Linked DNA regions of Callithrix jacchus: region 2 is linked to region 1. The links are chromatin contacts, called in public Hi-C maps. All regions are on one chromosome and are shown on one strand. Each heading gives the region's core, a stretch centred on a gene start, on an enhancer-like site or on the middle of the called end of the contact. The rest is flanking DNA. Distances are from core to core; before and after follow the strand shown.

What was found. Hi-C and Micro-C count contacts between places; a contact is called where the count stands out from the background.
Region 2: a Hi-C map of skeletal muscle shows a contact between it and region 1, with 2.3 times the contacts expected there. The contact joins the enhancer-like site here to the promoter of ATP6V0E1 in region 1.

What each region holds. Positions count from the first base shown.
Region 1 is chr2:65,333,307-65,336,649 of calJac240_pri, forward strand. It overlaps ATP6V0E1 (ATPase H+ transporting V0 subunit e1), which reads left to right and starts at 1,829. Exons shown (of 4, transcript XM_003732295.5): 1 at 1,829-1,996. The coding sequence starts at 1,893. It overlaps LOC128931013 (a long non-coding RNA gene), which reads left to right and starts at 2,005. Exons shown (of 2, transcript XR_008479261.2): 1 at 2,005-2,620; 2 at 2,802-3,343.
Region 2 is chr2:65,399,329-65,402,671 of calJac240_pri, forward strand. It overlaps LOC118151336 (a long non-coding RNA gene), which reads right to left. Exons shown (of 3, transcript XR_004739502.3): 2 at 711-782. Among named protein-coding and RNA genes, the nearest start is that of CREBRF, 11 kb to the right of the region's middle. Within about 2 kb of position 1,608, at least 1 of the 16 cell types and tissues checked has an H3K27ac peak or open chromatin away from gene starts, as enhancers often do. A contact at or near this core is called in skeletal muscle, where this site is marked.

The sequences.
Region 1 (3,343 bases), core at 579-3,078:
CTATAATTAATATTATGTGAAAATTCTCAGCAAGTGTTATAAGCTCTGTTTATCAGCTGAGCACAGTGGTTTATACCAGTAATCCCAGCACTTTGGGAGGCTGAGGTAGAGGATCCTTTCAGGCCAAGAGTTGCCTTGGTAACATCATGAGGCTCTCTCTCTACAAAATATTTAAAAAATTAGCCAGATGTGGTGGTGCACAACTGTAGCCCCAGTTCCTCAGGAGGCTGAGGCAGGAGGATGGCTTGAGCCCAGGAGTTCCAGGCTGCAGTGAGCTATGGAACACCACTGAATTCCAGCCTGGGTGACAGAGCACGGCCCTAGCTCAAAAAACAACAACAAAAAAAACCCATTTTACCTTTTTTTTTTTTTTTTTTTTTTTGAGGTGGAGTCTCACTATGTATCCCAGGCTGGAGTGCAGTGATGCAGTCTCAGCTCACTGCAACCTCCGCCTCCTGGGTTCAAGCGATTTTTCCACCTCAGCCTCCCAAGTAGCTGGGACCACAGGCACGTGCCACCATGCCTGGCTAATTTTTTTTGTATTTTTAGTAGAGATGGGGTTTCACCATGATGGCCAGGATGGTCTCAATCTCTTGACCTCGTGATCCGCCCGCCTCGGCCTCCCAATGTGCTGGGATTACAGGCGTGAGCCACCGCGCCCAGCCCAATTTTTGAATTTTTAATAGAGATGGTATTTCACCATGTTGCCTAGGCTAGTCTCCAACTACTGACCCCATCAGCCTCCCAAAGTGCTGGGATTACAGGTGAGCCACCATGCCTTTCCTGTTTTTTTTTTTTACTATTCTGGCTAATTTCTACTTGTCTTTCAAGGCTCAGCTGAGGACTAGTTGGGTGGAAAGCCTTGTCTGGTCATCCACTTACTTTCACACTGCATTGAGTGGCCTGTTTGCAAGTCATCAGTTCCCTAGAATGTGAACTCCCTCAGGGGTGCCTGACTGACTTCTGTAATTCTAGAACCTGGCACAGTACACAAGATATACAGTGGTGCAGTAGTTAAGAGCTCTGGCCTTGAAAATCAGATCATCAGAGGTTGAATCCTGGCACTGCCAGGATTCAATGTGACTTTTGGCAATATCCTTAGCCTCCTCCCTGGGCCTCAGTTTCTTCAACTGCAAAGTGGGGATAATAATTATAATTACTTCATAGGCTGAAGTGAGGAGTTCAACACCAGCTCATGCACTTTTTTTTTTTTTTTGAGACAGAGTCTTGCTTTGTTGCCCAGGCTGGAGTGCAGTGGTGCAATCTTGGCTCACTGCAACCTCCGCCTCCCGGATTCAAGCGATTCTCCTGCCTCAGCCTCCTGAGTAGCTGCGACCACAGGCGGGCACAACCACACCCAGCTAATTTTTGCATCTTTAGTAGAGACAGGGTTTTGCCATTTTGGCCAGGCTGGTCTTGATCTCCTGACCTCAAGTGATCCACCCGCCTCAGCCTCCTAAAGTGCTGGGATTACAGGCGTGAGCCACCGCACCCGGCCGTGGGCTCATGCACTTAAACATCATGGCCCAGTGCCAGGCACAGGGCATTTAGAATAGTAAGTTACTATTGTTAAGTTCTCTTTATGTCTGTTGCACAAGTAGATGAGACTGTCTAAAAGGGCCAAGTTCTCATCAGAACACTTTGCTAAGCCCCTCGTGACCGAACCCCTAGCTCTGGGGTGAGAGACGTGCCTCTAAGGAGCTGCGGCGGGGAGTCAGCCAGGCGAGGGCGGGGCTCTGCCTGGGCTCCCGGAGGGATGGAGGCTGGCGCGCGGGTCACGAGGGTGCTCGGGAGGCGGGGCTTCCGCACGCTGGTCACGCGGTCCGCTGTTGACACTTCCGGGTGAGACCGAGTGAGGCTGCGGGGTAGGGGCTGGCGCTCAGGCGGCGACCATGGCGTATCACGGCCTCACGGTGCCTCTCATTGTGATGAGCGTGTTCTGGGGCTTCGTCGGCTTCTTGGTGCCTTGGTTCATCCCTAAAGGTCCTAACCGGGGGTAAGTGCGCGAGGTCCGCGTTGGGAGGGACGCGCGGTGAGGAGAGGGCTGGCGGGGAAGGACACGACCCCCAGACGGGTCTGAGAACCTGGCAGGGGCACCGCCTGCACTCCAGAGTCAGGCCCCCGACGCGGCGGAGCTCCTTGTGTTCCTTTTCGCAGCAGCTTCAGAGTCCTCCGACCTGAGCGAGTGGAGGACACTCAGGAGGGTGACCTTTGGCGGACCCTAGTTGGAAACGACTTTCAGGGGAGTTTTTTTTCTTATCATTGTCCTGGGTGGGGAGGTGCAGTCAGAAATGAGCAGGCCGAATCTGGGAGAAACTGGGGTTTGTCCCAAGTCGACTGTCTCCCTTTAGCCCTGCCTTTCACCCACAGGAGGCCTCTGTTGCCTGAACTTAAGAAAAGGATCAAATAAGTAAAACAGATTGTCCTCTTTGCCTCCCATGCTGTCGCCGTTGCCTACAGAACAAGCTTGTTCCACAACATTGAGCCCAGGCCTTGCATCTAGTGGGCGCCAGGAGGTAGTTGGGGCCTGATCTAAAGCGAGATTAATTACCAAAGAGCAGGAGGTATTGTTGAGAAACCCCTGCGTCATACCTTTTGGAGGGCGCTCCGGCTCTTGTATGTGAGTATAAGAAGTGCTTAGAATGATTGGCTAAAAAAGATTTTTTTTCCCCAGACTTCTTTGTTGATTAGAGAGCTCTGTCTATTTTGGAATTAAACTTTTTAACTGTAGTGTAAAATAGAGGGTTATCTTCAAAGGAGCCTTGAAACACCCTCTTTCTGGTTCCTCTTTTCCTTTTTAGTCATTTTTTCTCAGCTCAAGATCATGAGAAGTACAACTTCAACTGAAGTCAGTTTGTCAGAAACATCGATCTGTTGCTTCATTCCTTGGACCTAACTGGTGGCTTCATAGTGCCTGGTTTTCACAGTACCTTGTATGCACCGGAGGCACCCAGTAAATACCTGTTGAGTGGATACTTCTATTGTCTTTATTAAAAGAAAAAGATTTCTATTACTTCCTTAATATTTTGTGACCTGAACCCCTTTTGCTCCCTGAATACACTTGATTTATTAGTCTAAAATAAATTACATATTTTTTTTAAAAAAGGGAAAAATGGTAGATGAATTTTTATCGTTTTTAAGTATCAAATTCCTCCTCCTTGGTAACACCAGTTATATGGGGTCATCACTCCTACCTCTGGAGGTTGATGGGCAGAGTCAGAATTCTGGCATTATTAAAGCAATTGTATTTCCCGAATTTAATTAGACTTGTTTTTCTACTGGAGTTAGAGAACAACAAAGTGTTCCTTTGTTGTGTTTATATCTTCCACTGTTTCATTACCCT
Region 2 (3,343 bases), core at 358-2,857, 66 kb after region 1:
AGGTGTGAGCCACTGCGCCTGGCCTATTATTATTTTTTAAGACAGCATTTTGCTCTGTCACCCAGGCTGGAGTGCAGTGGTGCAATCTCGGCTCACCGCAACCTCTGCCTCCCTGGTTCAAGCAATTCTCCTCCCTCAGCCTCCAGAGTAACTGGGACTACCGGCACGTGCTACCACGCTCGGCTCATTTTTTGTGTTTTAGTAGAGACAAGGTTTCACCGTGTTAGCCATGATGGTCTTCCTCTCCTAACCTCCTGATCCACCTGCCTCAGCCTCCCCAAGTGCTGGGATTACAGGCATGAGCCACTGCACCCAGCTCACAGATGTTATTCTTAATGTTTCACATATGTTAACTTGTTTAATCCTTATAACAACCCTATTAAATACATTTATTATTATCTTCATTTTATAGATGAAGAAATTGAGGTCTAATGTTGCAAGCTGTTGTCAAAAGATAAAGGTATAACAAACTTAGTTTAAAGATTTCAATTGACTTTATCTGCAATTCTAGAATCAGGCAACACTTCATTCCATAAAACTGAGTAAGTCCCAAAGAGCTGAGCTTTACACACAGAGAAGGGCTGAAGAAAGCAGAAGCAAGGAATAGTGTTAGTCACTTTTAGACAGAACAATAGAAATGTAACTGTTTAGTAACATTGGGTTACTTCAGGCTATCTTTTTTATTTAAGGATTAAAGCAGAGGAACTTACCTATCATACTGATTGAAGATTGAAACTGGCCTCTTTGGGAAACTGGTTGTTGTCTGTCTCTCCTATTTCTTGCTAGATCAGAAAACAGTTTAGGTTTGGTGATCTGGAACTTTAACATGGCTGACTCCATTTTTATTTTTAGCTGGTCTGTTGGGGACTAGTGTAGGAGCTTATTCCGAAACAATGGCCTCCTATAATGTTTTATTTAAAACTGATAAGTAGAGGACACACAGGGTTTAAATCCAGGAGACTCCGGCTGGGCACCGTGGCTCACACCTGCAATCCCAGCACTTTGGGAGGCCGAGGCGGGTGGATCACGAGGTCAAGAGATCGAGACCGTCCTGGTCAACATGGTGAAACCCTGTCTCTACTAAAAATACAAAAATTAGCTGGGCATGGTGGCGCGTGCCTGTAATCCCAGCTACTCAGGAGGCTGAGGCAGGAGAATTGCCTGAACCCAGGAGGCGAAGGTTGCGGTGAGCTGAGATCGCGCCATTACACTCCAGCCTGGGTAACAAGAGCGAAACTCCGTCTCAAAAAAATAAATAAATAAAATAAAATAAAAATAAATCCAGGAGACTCCGACTTTAGGGTTCAGGTCTGTCACTGAGGCTCCATGGCATGTTTCTGATGTGAAATTCCTCACCTTACCCACTGTCTTGTAGTCTTAGCTTCTTGACCACACCTTCAACCTTTCAGTGCCTATGGTTCCTCCCAGGTCTGAAAAGTCACATGGTTCTCATAATACCTTCCATTAAGCCAATAGGTTCCTGAAAATGAGGCCAGAGGCCATGTGGAGAATCCTAAACCTACTGCCTGGGCATGGGCAGGGTCCTGTGGTTCTGAATGGCTCAGAATGAATGAATTTCCTCCCATCCCTGGGATCCCAGCTCCCGTCTCCCCCTAGCTCCCCACCCAGACAGCCTTGGAATTACTAATCTCCTGCCTTAGAGGCAGACTATCAGGCCCAAAGGTAGTTCTTTCATTCTCTTTTTTTGTGACACCTCAATGCCCTCAGGCAATAAAAGGGCCTGGCTTGATTTCCCTGAGTTGCCCAAGGGGGCTGGCACCTGCGTTTCTCAGGTAAGGTGCAGCACTACCTGCTCTATGCCAGCGTTTCTGAAGCGCGGCGTCATGGGATTTTCGAGTGTTACACAGCAGGTGCATAGACAGTGCAGGTCCCCGAGAAAGCATCATCCTATCTTACCTCCCTCTGCCTGGAAACTTTCACCCCTCTCAGCTCGACCCCAGGGGCAGGTCCTGGAGGCAGTGTCTCTCCTCCTTCCCTCCAGAGGTGTGCACTCTGCTTCCCACAGCAACCCTTGCTTATCCCCATTATCACAACTGTACAGAACTCTCAGGTCTTTTCCAGGGGCCGCAGAAGCTTTCCTGCACAGGATAACTTGTTTAAGTTTGATCCCTACCATCTTGCACAAAAAGTTGCTAAGTAAATGTTCATTCACTGAAAGTTGGCTTGTAAAAAAACATTTTGTGAGAGATCAGCTTTTTTTTTTTTTTTTTTTTTTTGTAATTTTAGTCTCTAGGTATTGAGTTTGCTTAAAGGAAGGTAAAACTGTCTGACCTGGAGCTCTAAGGTCTTAGTGGGTAAATTTCATGTGACAGTCACACAGTGCCCCCTCACTTAGAAGAGCCCTGCACGTGATTTGATGCTCTGCTCTTGTATTGAAATTCTTAGTAATTTTTTTTATTTTTGAGACAGAGTTTCGCTCTTGTTGCCCAGACTGGAGTGCAATGGTGTGATCTTGGCTCACTGCAACCTCCGCCTGCCAAGTTCAAGCGATTCTCCTGACTCAGCTCCTCAAGTAACTAGGATTACAGGCATGTGCCACCACGCCCTGCTAATTTTGTATTTTTAGTAGAGACGGGGTTTCTCTATGTTGGTAAGGCTGGTGTCAAACTCCCGATCTCAGGTGATCTGCCCACCTCGGCCTCCCAAAGTGCTGGGATTACAGGTGTGAGCCCCTATGCCTGGCCTTGAAATTCTTAGTAATTTTTGAACATGGTCCATGCATTTTCAGTTGTCACTTAGCCCCACAAATTATCCAGCTGGTACCGCATACTAGAGGGAGACCCTCCAGTCAATCAGCAGGTCTGAATTGGGATCTACAACTATCTGTAATCCCTCTGAAAGCACCTGCACCATTAGGGGTGTGTATATTTGTGTGTGTTTTTCTGGAGAGCAAGTCTGTGGCTTTCATCAGACCTGAAGCAAAGCTCCAAGCAGTGGTTATTAATAATAACAGTAGCCATCTTTTACCTAGTGCTTATTGTGTGCCAGGCCCTAAGGACATTAGGTAATTGTGATAAGGACAGGAGGCAGGGAAATACCGGGTAGAAGACAGTGGTTCTCTGGCAAAGGCCCCACCCACAAGCCCAGCCCGTGGCCCTAACTGAGAACTTTACATCCCTGTTTTCCCACCTGAGTGTCACTTTTTCCAAAACTACCCCGGCCTGCCAGACCCTCCCATCCTGTACCCATAAGAACCCCAAACTCCACTGGCAGAGAAACAGAGCAGCGTGGCAGAGGAGAGAAGAGAAGAAGCATCTGAATGTCAAAGAGGCAGCTGGTCGCCTGGTTAGTCCCCAGCCAAACTCCAGGTGAAGATCATCTT